Linked DNA regions of Dromaius novaehollandiae: region 1 is linked to region 2. The links are chromatin contacts, called in public Hi-C maps. All regions are on one chromosome and are shown on one strand. The core of a region is the stretch at or near the end of the contact, and the rest is flanking DNA. Distances in the headings are between cores, read along the strand shown.

Region 1 (6,960 bases), core at 1,858-4,357, 80 kb before region 2:
CGCAGTCCGTAGACCACAAGACTTGTTAAAAGAAACATACATCACAATCTGAAGGTACAGGTGAGGTTTGATTCATGGGGTTCAGGTTTTTTTTCAGTGCTTCAGGTTTTTTCCAGTGCTTTCACGGTTTCAGATTCATTTTATTCAGTGCTTTTTATTTAATCAGAAAAAAGAAGCACTACACAAATACAGAATACATTGTCAAGAAGATTAACAATCAAATATGATTAACAAATCTGGCCATAGATTAAAACAAGACAATAGTCATGAATATTAGAAAATCATACCAGATGGCAGGTCATCCAAAGGAAATTCAAACAACTTGGATTTGTAAACAGAGTGGAAATGGAAGTCATCCTGAAACAGTAAACAGTTGCATGTATTAAATGAGTCCACCTCATGAGAATTAGGAAGACAGTTCTAAAGGGGTCCTTGACATCAAACAACTACATTAGGGAAACTGCAAGCTGCAAGGCATCATTTTTTTGTAGATTCTCCTCCTTCACTCAGCTATGATGGGATCACTAATGCCAAGATTAATCATGTTTTACGTGGCATATGTGAGTACGTCAAATGGAGTCAATGAGCATCCTTAGAGCTCAGAAGCTGAACTTAAGTGAGCGGCTGAGGGATATCATGGAGAGCCTCCGAAGCTCATATGAGCTGCCAAGCTGCAGCTGGCACTGAAGCAGTATGAGAGGTATGGAACAAAACTGGAGTGGCAAAGTGGGAGAGAAGGAGACAAGGTATTCACAGGCTTTTCCTGTGGGCTCAGAGGGACCCTTACTGTCCCAAGTGCTATTCTGCATCAAAATGTTAGGGAGTATACACAAATACACATGCTACTACCTAATTTTGGAGGACTACTTCTGTAATTCTCCCTCTGCTTTCCTGGAACATACATGTGATGATGGGCACTCAAATACTAGAAAAATGACTTGGGAATGAGGGGATAGCATTTCAGTCACAGCCCCTTATGCCTAGTCTATACCCATGAATGTCTGTATTCAACAAACAACACGGCAGGACTATTAGAAATTCTACTCACATCTGAAGTGTAGTTTTCATCTGGCTCAATAAGGTAAGTATGATTTCCATCATAGAACATCCCACTGTTAAGAGCAGGAAATGTAAATAATGGTTTAATAAACAAACATTAGTAGAACACCAAAGTAAGTTTAGTAAGTTCACATATTTAAAAATGCAAATATTCTGGAAAGGAACAAGTTAAAATTGTTTCAGGAAGTAAATATGATTCTTTTTTGTTTTTTGGAAAGACATGCTCTCCCTCAGAGATATAAATACTACTTTCTTCAAAACACTCCTACAACATACACAAACACCAGGAAAATTGGCCAATTTAGACAGGTCCAAATCTAGCTCTGAGCTTCCACTCTCAAGCAAGACAGACCTACCTGTGACAGACCTGTCCTTAAGAATATGAATAGAGAGGTTTTGGAACATTCCCACAGCTTTCCCACAAATAAAAAATACTATTATATTGAATTGATTCTTAGATTTTAACATTTTTGATTAACCCCTCCCTCAATGAGCTTCTCTAGTACCGAGTAAAAAAGGGATAGCAGGCTGTTTTGGGCATTTCAACAATGATGACAGTCAGATGACCTTTTCTTTTAATGGTTATATACAGTATGATATCAACATGGACATTATAAGACATCTCACGATAAGGAGATGAGACCCCATCAGATAGGCTGCCAATGGATTTTGGTGAAAATGCTGATACTGAGGACCATGCTTTCTGCCACACCCATGGTCCTGGTGCCGAACTCATGGGTTCTTTCTTAATGGCGTAAAAACTTCTCAACCACAGAAAACTGAAGGTCATCCATGATATGGACACTGCTACATATATTGGAGAATCTGCTGCTTTGATAGTACATACACAAACACTGATTTTCCATGTAAATTCCAACATATAGTTCAATTCTAAATGAAGAACAAAGTGAAGCGCTAAATGGATGAGGATAACCTGAGAGAGTAACACCAGATGCTTTTGTATTACCACTTAAATGTACAGCAAAGACGAGGTCCACTTCTGCCATGATGTTTTCTATTAAGGGCTACCTTACTAGAGTTTTAGTGAGGTCTAGTCTTAATGAAATGCGGGACTCATGAGTATGGGTCATATACTTTAAAAAAAAGTGTTTATACAGATATTATTCTTCAAGAGCACAAAACAAAAGGACATTTCTTATATCACCATCATTTTGATCTTCAACCAAATCAGCAGTTTTGCTTTTAATACAGTGACATGCATGGTTGAGATTAGCTTGTAGTAGCACATCCCTTCTAAAGAGTCACTACTATGGGCTTTAAGCTTGGCCATAAATATGAGCTGTAGGTTCAAATTTGGCACATATTCACAACAGCAGCAAGAAAGCAAGATTATTTATTTATTTACTGTTTTACAAATTTTTCGGCATTAAAAAGCTGCCAGAATTTTCAACAACACACACAGATTTTTTTTTCTTTTGTAGCTCTTTTTTTTTTAATGAGCAAAAGTGGTTTTGGTTATGCACAGGACTAGGTTCAATAAATAAAATACTGTCATTCTACGCCTAACTCTTAAGACTTAACTTAACAGTTAAGAATAGAATGTTTATTCCTAGCATATAGAATATGTTCTAGAAAACAGAATATTCATTCCTATTCCTAACTACTAAGAAATATAAGCACACATTAAGCTTGTAAACCATTACAGCTTTTCATAAGCATATTTCTCTTAATATTATTCATTTACAGGGTCAATCACATAGCTTTCACAGAAGCAGATTTGGGTACTGAGTATATATTATATAACAAATATTGTCATGAGTACATCTAGAATTTACAGCTCTTTCACCTTTCAAACCACTCATGCCTATTCTCTAGAAATAAAGTCAACATTGCCTAAAATAAACATTCTAGCACCTGCTATGCTTCTCTGCCTAGGAATAAAATGAGATTTGGGAACATCCTGCAGCTCTTAATCAAGCAAAACTTCCTCCCCTCTCGTTGCAAGCACAGTGTACAAGACAGAGCGCGTCAGCAAACGGCTTCCTGTACAACTGCTTCACCCAGCAGCACTGACCTCCCACCAAGTCACTCAGTGGTAATAATAGTCACAGCCACCCTACAGATCTGACTCGCCTACTTGACAACTGACTTCAAACTACTGTGCAAAATCCTGTGAAAGAACTGCATCTTCTTGGAAGTGTTAGAGAGAAAGCAATAGTAAAATATAAGCCATTAAAGATCTGAATTTTGATTACATGAAGTCTTCAAACAAACAAATTTGCAGCAATGAAAGTCTAATTTGCAGTTATAACAGCAGTTTTTATGTTCACCACCAGTGGGCAGCAAATTCATAGAAGAATATTTAGCTGGTGTCTGCATAACACGCTTTGAAACTGAAAATTTTCAGTCACACCTGACTATAGCATATTTATATCCCAACAACCAGTGTGTTTTACTTTTAAAGTTTTTTTGCATTAATTCCTGGGAAACTGTGGCTACTGCATATCCCACAGAAAAAATGCTGGCTATCCTGGAATTTCAGTTGCAGAGATACATTTTTCATTAGTGAAGTTATGAAGAGAAGGAGAAATTCATAATTGTAAGGTTTGTGTCACCGGGGCACCTTATTAATTTAACTTATAAAAGGAAGACCACAACACAGATATTACCACTCACGATTTATGATTAGTTAAACAAATGTAACATTATCTCGCAGAGAACTGAAACAAAAATTTAGCTCTTACAGGCCAAGTTCTAGGAGTAGTAATAAGTGAGAGAGATTAGCACGAACTTTAGGAATATGAAGCTTGATATTCTGTTAAAAGCATCTGGTCTATCTTATGCACTTCCTAAAATTCAAGAAAGCTAAGCTCCTGCCCCACAGATCTTACTGAAAAATAACTCTCCCCAGCTTTTCTTACTCCAGTGAGACACCTGAAATTGTGGTTGGAGTTAAGGAGATCTGACTATGGGTGCAAGTTGGTAGTACTTAGCATCTGAAACCAACTGTGGAGGAAGTAGCTATAATGATGGAGACACAGTGTCAGAAAATCTGGGTTTAATACAGCTCAGAAAAATATTACTTTCTCATACTGGATCCTGGATACTGGATAGTTTGTCATACTGGATCCATACCACAGCCTGCTATAGTAAGCTTCATATTATACTTTATATGAAGGATAACTCTGCTGGAACTTTATTGCCTCAAAAAAAGAAAAAAGATACCTCTCAAGGAAGAGCTTAATTATAAAGGAAAAACATCTGCATCTCTCATCATATAACTGCGTCGGAAGGGACTAATTTGAATACCAGGCAATTTAAGAATACAAAATAGCCTAAGGGTCAGTCTTAAGACTCAACCACCAAAAGGAGACCAGAAAAGGACATAGGCAGCCTCTTCTTCCTTTCCCACGTTTTCTCCTAGGAGTTAGCAGGGGCTAGGGGATTGCAAGCCAAGACCTAATGGATGACTGCTAATGGAAGCCATGCAGTTAAAACCCCTCTAGATGCATTAGGATGCTACTATTTTTAGGCTCACTGGCTATACGGAACCTGAGCTCAGGTTTCTTGAGCTGCTCAACCTTGTATACAAAAGAGAGAAATACTGCTCCAGGTCAGAAAATGAGCGCAAGAATGACAAGTCTTCTGCACATATTCTCTCCCTTCCCAACAAAGAAAATACAGACATAAATAAAAGAAACCACTCAAATACATGTATTTTTATGGCTGATACCAAAATTGTAGAGTATCTGGAGATAGAAAATAATAAGCTAAAGAGGATCTCATTGGCTAAGCCTTGCTTCATCAGAAAAAAGCAAAGCTCAGGTAATTTCCACACTCAGGCTCACTTGCTGCTATTCCACACATGACCTTTCAAATGAAGAATGACCTCAGTATCAAAAGTGCTGAGACTTGTAATTCCCAGAGTCAACAGACACTGAAGTTATTTGGCTGCTCTGAAAACCTGAGTAGCATTCTTTCAATAATGCCAAAAGAAGATAGTGCCAAAAGCCATACCATCCACATATAGCTCCCTGTAACCTTCAGATGACAGCAGCTTTAATAAAAAAGTATACCATTTTAGTGATAAAATAGTTATTTGCTGCCCAATTTCTCATGCTTTCTTCCATATTTTCCAAGATTTGAATATAACAGAAGTATTATCCCATGTACACAGCTTAAGACCAGCACTTCTGTGAAGAAAATGGACAGGACTACAGAAACTCTAAACAGACACACTTTGCTTTGTAAATACAGTAGAGTAGAAAAGAAAGATAAAGTCTGCCATTGTAGTAACAAAAAAAGAATACACATATTTTTCAAATACTTCATATCAATACTGACAGTATTTTTTATTACAGTATTTTTTTATTTTTGTAGAACAGGATTTTTTCAGTTACCCTTGTTTCTCTATAATAATCTTTTTTAAATGACGTGTCTTGCAGTCGCTGTCTTGTGTGCTTGGTTAAAAAAAGAAAAGAAATTTGGATGCTTTTACAGCAAGGATTTTACAAGGTTCAAATTAAGCCCACACTTTCAAAAGATTGTTGAGATACTTAATAGTGGTTGCAACCTAATAAGAAAACAGATAGTACTTATTTTACTATAAAGACCTTTATTTTGTTTAAAAGATTAAGCAAAGCACAGTAAAAACAAAACAGCAGACTTACTGAAGTCCATGGCATGTTGACAAGGCAACAAATGATACAGGATTTCCTCGAATTTGTCCCTGATAATAGCAATGTTCTCCACCCTGAAATTGAAAATAGAGAATGTAAATCCACAGGATGTCCCATACTATCACAGTATGTCCTTTGACAGGTAATAATATTCAATTAAAAGAAAGAATTAGAAGTGCTCCTTAGCGCTTTAAAGCTAATGGAAACTTTAACTAAAACCAAATGGTATAGGAATACAAAGAAAATTAATATTTGCTTCTTCTCACCTGCAAATAAGATATATACTCTTCAAACCAAATCCAGAAGCCCTTACTTATCAAATCCCCCCCTTAGTTTCAGACAAGTCACACCTATAGTAGAGTGAGCCCTATTGTATATGCACTGACTGTATTCGATGTTGCATAATGTAAGTATTTGTATACACAATTAGAAAAATAATTAGATTCTTACTTCTATCTTGCCCTGCAGAGAAATTTAACTATTAGTGGCTTGCCAAACTCAGTCATGCCACATTGTTATTGCACTGCTGTTGGTTAAAGGACTATTTAAAAAGAGAAAACTTTCAGTGTTTTTTTTTTTAATAGCAATACTCTAACATTTCTATTACCTACTACCTAATACTAGCCCACAAGCATGAAAAATCTAGCTAGCCTAATATACCAAGTCATGTGAATATTTGTGTCCATTTTCAGTAGGGAAAGGCATTATAACTACTGCTTTTTCAGAAGCTGATAGTCACCTGCATGACTCAGTAATGCACAGCTTATGGTCAACCTAGCTGCTCATTTTAAACATGTGACATGCTCTTGTCACACCCTCTTGGATGCTCTTGGATTTTATTTTTCAAATCTGGAAAGTATTTTTTAATCAACACCAAAATTAGGCAAAAAAGGCATTGATTATGTTGGCAGTTTTGTGTTTTGATCGGGAAATCCTGCTCCTGCTTTTTGTGAGGCATGCAAACTACTTTTGAAAGCATCTGCTGGTTTTGAGTGCCTCCATTTTAAGCTGTTCTCTGTGAGACAAGGTACAGACGCCTGTTTTTAAGTGCATAGCTACTCTCAGTTAGGGAGAGCTGCTCTCAACTTGGCCAGTGAAAATCCTTAGTCCTGTCTCAAGACCCTTCTCCAGAGGGTTTGCGCGCGCGAGGCTGAAGACGAGCTGCCGGGCTGCTCTTGGTCCCGGCACACTGCGGGCAGCGCTCTGCAGGGGCAGCGCTCGCCTCCCGGGACCAGCAAGGGTAGATGCAACAGAGGAACAC
Region 2 (6,110 bases), core at 1,133-3,632:
TGAATGGAATGCTAGACATCAACAATCAGGGTATGAAATTACTCAACTGCAGCAATTAACACTATTACAGCAAAAATACCTTCCTAAACACAGCTTCTCCAAAGCCTTGTTGAAGCAAGCACAGCCATGCTGCTGTCCATCACTGGCAAGCCAACTCAGATCTCTGGGTGAGAAATGCAGTATCCTGCAATTACGATGTAACCATGCCCTCTGCGAGGAACACAGAAAATTGGTACTGCTCCACTCATTCTGGCCTGCTTTCACTCAGTAATTTTCTTCCTTCGAATCACTGCCAATTATTGCATCCTTCAGTGGGGTAATAACCATCACACGCCACAGGAGAGGCTGTGAATATTTTAAGTAGCAGAGGGAAACTTCTTGATCAAGAAGAAAAGTTGTAGTTGCATGCAGAGCTTTAGGTATTTTAGTTCAGTTTAGTGTGGAAGCTATTGTGAAGTAAATGCACTTAATGCCTGTTAATCCACTAGTGCTACTTTTTGTCTAGTTGGGGTAATGTTAATACTGAATAATGACTTAACTAAACATGGATGAATTGAGAAGTTAAGAGCATCAGATTTGGTGAACAAAAAGTTTGAGACATTCAGAAAAACAAAACTCATTAATTAACGGTTTATTCTGTAAGGCCAGTATCTGAATCTTGATGCTAGATCCAAAAGCAACCATAGCTACTTTGCAGCAGACATGCAATGTAACGTGTGAATTTGTCAATCTCTCCGGCTCTTCAGATGTTCCTGGAATGCGGAGAGGTTTGTTGGGTTGTTTGCTTTTTAAACACAGCAGACATTTTCGAACTTAAAAAAAAACCACACTCTATTTTATTTTACCATAAATATAGCCTTCACATACTTTTTTTTTTTTAAACGCAGGAGAAGAATAAGTTCTGTCTATAAGTAATTAATATGCTATGAAGAGAATCTGTATTATTTAACCATACAAGAAGAATACAAACTGTCAGTGCTTATATTTTAAGGATTACATAAAAGAAGTCGAAGACAATTTTTCATTTATTTTGTTTCTTAAATTGACAGAAGCCAATTTTTTTGGAAAAGGAGGCCTGCAACTCATCTGGGATTTCAGCAGTTACCTCAAGTGCATAATTTTTCTGGCTCTATGTTTATAACCGTGTACGCTCAACATTTTTTTCCCTTTAGATATAACATTTGCTGTCATTTTGCACACCATCTCAAATATGATGATTAGTGACCAGGACTAAAATTACTGTGTCTTAACATAAATTAAGCTAGTTAGTTGTTTAAAACTATAGAGATTGGTCTTCACATGACAGAAACCTGAAAACATACCCTAGTTTGGGTACTAACATCTAAATCAAACTGCAGCATTGAAGTTCACACTTTATATTTCAAACACCTCCCTTCTAATTTCCATTTTTAAAAGCGTGTTCGAGTCCCCAGAATACAAAATCAAACCGCACTGAGGCCGGCCAGAAACTGGAATTAAGCTGCAATATTTCGTCTCCAGCTGTCGCAGAGGTATTACAGCTTTCATTTTGTGGCTTTAAGACCCCCCCGACAGTGGGACTCGGCTCCCCCAGGGCACCCGGGCAGCGGCGTGCGGGGGGTGAAAGGCCCCGGGGACCATTTTAAGTGACCGGGCAGCTGCGGCAGCAAGGTCAGCGCTCGCGGAGCACCGCCAGGAGCACGCGCCGCGCGTTTCACCGCGCAACGTTTTCATGGAAATGCTGCTCTCCGCGGATATGGGCACGCCGCGGGGGGCAGGCAGGGAGGAGAGCCCTGCGGAGCGATGCGCGACGGCCGCTGCTGCGTTTCGGGAGGGGGCAAACCGGGGGGAGCAGGCCGCGGCGGCAGGTGCCCGCGGCGCCGCCGATGCCGAGGAAGCCGCGCCCGGGCCCCGCCGCCGCCGCCGCCGCCGCCGCCGCGCCCCGCGCCTACCTGGCTCCGCGCCGCGCCGCTCCGCACCCGCGTGCTCAGCGCCGGGCGCCGCGCCCCGCCGCCGCCCTCGCCGGAGACCAGCCGCAGGGGCCTGATGCTCTCTCGCTGCGCGAAGCGGCTCTCGCCCCGCCGCCCCGCCGCCGCCGGCCCTGCGCGGGGAGAGGCACCGTCACCCGGCTGCGCCCCGCGGCGCCGCTGCGAGGCGGCCCCGCCGCCCCTCGCCCCGGCCGCGCCGCCGCCCGCCGCCTCCTCACCTGGGGGCCGGGCGGGCGCCGCCGGGGCGGCGGCCAGGGCGCAGAGCGCCAGGCAGAGCAGGCAGGCGGCAGCCCGCATGGCGCTGCCCCCCGCGGCCGAGCCGGGGCAGCGCTGCACGCCGGCAGCGGCCCCGCTGCCTCCCGCCGCCTCGGTGCCGCCCCGGCTTCCGCCGCCGCCGGCGCCGGGGCTGCGCGGGGTGGGCTGCCGCGGCGCGGCGCGGCTCGGGCGGGGGCGGGCGGGCAGGCTCCGCCCCGCGCCCGGAGGGGCGGCCAGGCCCCCCGCAGCGCGCGGCCGTGCGGAGGGACGTGCTGGGAAATGTAGTGCCGGTGGCGGAGGACCCGCGCCGCAGCCGGGGGAAGCCCGCGGAGCGCGGCGGGGCGGGGGGCTGCCCCGCTGCACCCCCGAGCTGCGGCCCGCCACGGCGCCCCGTCCAGTCAGTCCTGTCGGGCGGAGCTGGTGGCCCCTGCTGCAGGGAGCACAAGCGCCCCCCCACCTCCGATCAGCCTCTGCCTCCAGGTCGTGACTCTGCCCGGGATGGTGCCTCTTCAGAGTAACCCACCCCCCTTTCCTTCCCTATGATCCTTTTTCCTCCCTTCCTGAGTTCTCACTTCTTCCCCGCTTTCTCCCCCAAGCTAGCACTGAAAGAGAAGTAAAGGTCTACAGCACAGAACCACGTCTTTCACGTTACAATACACCAACACACCCTCCTGCCCTACAGCACAGGACAAGAGACAGCGCCGTGGAGGAGTCCCCGTGCCCTCCCTCCGAAACTCCGGGCTCCGGTTTCCCCAGCAGCAGCAGCAGCAGCGCTGCGGTTGCAGCTCGCACTCCGCACTCCCCCCTGCCGGGGAGCGGAGGGCAGCGGTGCCGCATGTGAGCACTAGTCACCTAGCTGGGTGCCTTTTGGAAAAGGAACGAGATGAGAAATTGTCTAAGGTTGCTCTTCCATCATGTTTTCCAACGTGACGGAGGGCTAGCTACAGGGAACGGTTCAAGTGACACAGTTACTGAGGTGTGCCAAGGGAGGAGGAGGAAGGTCAGAGCAGCACAGATGCAGCTCATTGCTGACCAGAGCAAGATAATATGTCATCAAACTATACACTGGAAGGTTTTAACATGAGCTGCAAGCACTTAAAAAAGGAAGAGGTGGCATCACACACACAGTACAGCGAGAACTGCTGCTCATTGTAGTCTAGAAAACACAAAAAGAACAAAAAAATGTTATCTTCATCTTTATGACTAAAGCCATTACGCAGATCAATATTAAATGCAATCTGGCAATGTTTAAGACATCTGACACCTCCATTTCTGCTCCTATAAGCATTTCAGCCTGCCAGGCTTCCTTCCTTGGGTCTCCTCCTGCAGAGCGCACAAGGGACACAACCGAGAGCCTGAAGAGCCGCTTGCTGCCTCCTGTCCAGGGAATCACCCCTCAGACAAGGTCGAGGCTGCTGACCTGAATTTTTTTAGGTCTTATCTCACTGGATAATCTTCTTAAGGGAAGCAATTAGAGGGTAGATGAAGGAAATGCAGTTTCCCACAGTTTATTTCCACAGTATAAATAACACATCTGGGAGGCAGCAGACAAAATCATGGTATGACAAGCTGAAAATTCCCATCATGATGACTGTCCAGTAAGACAGGCATTTTGAAGGCACAGCGCACCTGGACATGATATATCAACTCTGAGGAGAAAGCAGCTAACAAGTTTTGCCCTGTCCTGCTTACACAGCTCTAGTCATACACTACAGGCAAGATTGAATATTACCTGAAAGTAGCCATGAAGTACTTGAGTAGTTGCTCACGCAGCACACAGTTAGGTTACAAAACTCTGCAGCAAGGTACCAAAAGGACCTGGTGGGGTCCCTTGGTGGGGTGGGTAAAGAAAACGGAGAAGTACTATTTACAGAGAGAAATTTCGTTGCTGTAAAGTCATGTTTCAATGTTTTTTCAAAGGTCATAAATATTTCTATTTGTGGCTGTAGCCAGCCTCTAAATTTATTGCACAAAAAATAAATTTATTAGACAAAAATTGTCCCTGTGAACACGCTATTTCACAGCTTTTTGTGTCATAGTTCTGTGAGAATATGGTATGGGGTGTACATTACACCAGCTAGGCAGCAGACATACAGATATAGATATGCAGTAAAATATACAGTATAGTTATACACTAGATAGTTTCCTGGACTAGTACGTTATAGTTTTCATTTTTCACTTCCCTTTACCAGCCAAGGCGTGGTTGTTTTAAACTAATTACTATAAATGCAGAGTTCTAGCCAGTCTGTGGGCTAAGAGGATATGGTGATATATAATGACTGCAGCTTCATAAATACAACACTTTTTTTTTAGCAGGGCAACTCTATTTTGGTCAAACCCTTAACCAATTTTAAGAATAATTCTTAGAACTGTTTTTAGAAATACAACCAATTGATATTCATATCAATCAATTTGATTGTATCGATTATATCGATAAATGCATTTAAGAGTATGTATGCTAGAAGTGTCTATAGTTAGCCAAAGCAGATTTGAAAAAGGAGTTTTATGCCCCTCCTCTTGCAAACCTCTCTCATGTACATCCGTATACCATTTTGGCCAGGAAAACACTTCTATGAAAAATACTGAAGATTAATTCAAAAGTGTATGTTTAAGTAAATTGCAGAAATTTTCTAAATCACATTCTTTTGAGGGAAGGCTGATATGCAAGTCCTCATTTTTCTGTATGCAAGTAGATGATTTGACAGGCTTAATCCTTCGGAGCAATAATATTTCATTTATGAGTGACTTTTTTTTTTTTTTAAAGAAAGTTTAGTTCCAGGTTCATTTGGGAAATCAGCCAGAAAACTTTCATATTCACTTCCCTTTCTTACTTCACTGGAAGCTGCTTAAAATTTTTCAGAAAGATGTTGGAGGCAGTCAGCCTCTGAGCTTTGAACTCACATCTAGATGTACGTAGTCTTTTATTTGGGAGTGGGGGGAGTTACTTTCACACAAAGGCCAATTTTTCGAGTTTCACTCTCTTGCTATTTAACATTCTATCAAATTTTATTACACTGGATATTCATGCCTTTTTTTTTTTTTTTTTTTTTTTTTAATGAGCAATAACAACTTTACAACTTACCCTGTGTGGAATGTCTTCACAATTCGCCAAACTTAATGAACCTATTCTATATGAGTATTTAAATCACAGTTGCATAAGAATTTAGCCTTAAAAACATGTGCCAATATTGAAAAAGATCAAGAGATAGAAAGTAAAAGTGATATATAAGCAGATATTCAGCTTTTGATTTTCTGTAGAATCCCCAAAATTATTTTTGAACCGTAATTCATTACAAGTTGTATTTAGCACTTGTTAAATTTAACATCTAAGCTTTACCTCCTCTTTTTCCAAACAGAAAATAAGAAAGCTACATTGACTAAACAGCAGGAGAAGGAAAATCTAACATCTCCTCTCCCCCAGGCCCAACAATCTAATATATTCTCTAATAGGTTCTAATAGAGATAACCTAATTACCTACAGGTAATGTTGTGGCATTCAGTTTAATGGTGTGGCACTGAACATCAAGCGTCAGCTCTAAAATTCAAACAAAATCAGGAACCAATTGATGCAATATTAATGTAGTGATGTCTCTGGGAGCAATAAATGTTTGCATTCAAGAAACTCGAATATGCACAGCTACTCCCAGTGAAGTTGCTGGCAAAATTCTGAAAAACAGCAAGTAAAAAAAAGATTGATTATCTTTGGCTACTAAAGTAAACTACAGATGGTTTTTAAAGTCAGTCAGTCATGAAATATGACACCAAGTAACTGGACATGCAACAAATAACCAAGGCAGTATTTTCAAGAGGATTTTCAAAGGAACATTGTGCTTCTAAGTTACTTGGGTGTTCTTGAAAATTTCATCACAGTTGTATGAGTAAGTAATG

The links. A called contact is a pair of places that touch in the nucleus more often than the background predicts.
Region 1: a contact with region 2 is called in a Hi-C map of liver, with 3 times the contacts expected there. The contact joins the enhancer-like site here to the promoter of ADAM22 in region 2. A contact is called at or near these places in 2 of 4 Hi-C or Micro-C datasets (brain and liver).

The regions. Positions count from the first base shown.
Region 1 is chr2:24,611,513-24,618,472 of bDroNov1.hap1, reverse strand. ADAM22 (ADAM metallopeptidase domain 22) reads right to left here. Exons shown (of 29, transcript XM_064506022.1): 5 at 5,691-5,773; 6 at 1,049-1,112; 7 at 288-357. Among named protein-coding and RNA genes, the nearest start is that of SRI, 75 kb to the left of the region's middle. Within about 2 kb of position 3,107, at least 2 of the 2 cell types and tissues checked have open chromatin away from gene starts, as enhancers often do.
Region 2 is chr2:24,531,960-24,538,069 of bDroNov1.hap1, reverse strand. ADAM22 (ADAM metallopeptidase domain 22) reads right to left here and starts at 2,382. Exons shown (of 29, transcript XM_064506022.1): 1 at 2,186-2,382; 2 at 1,932-2,080. The coding sequence starts at 2,264.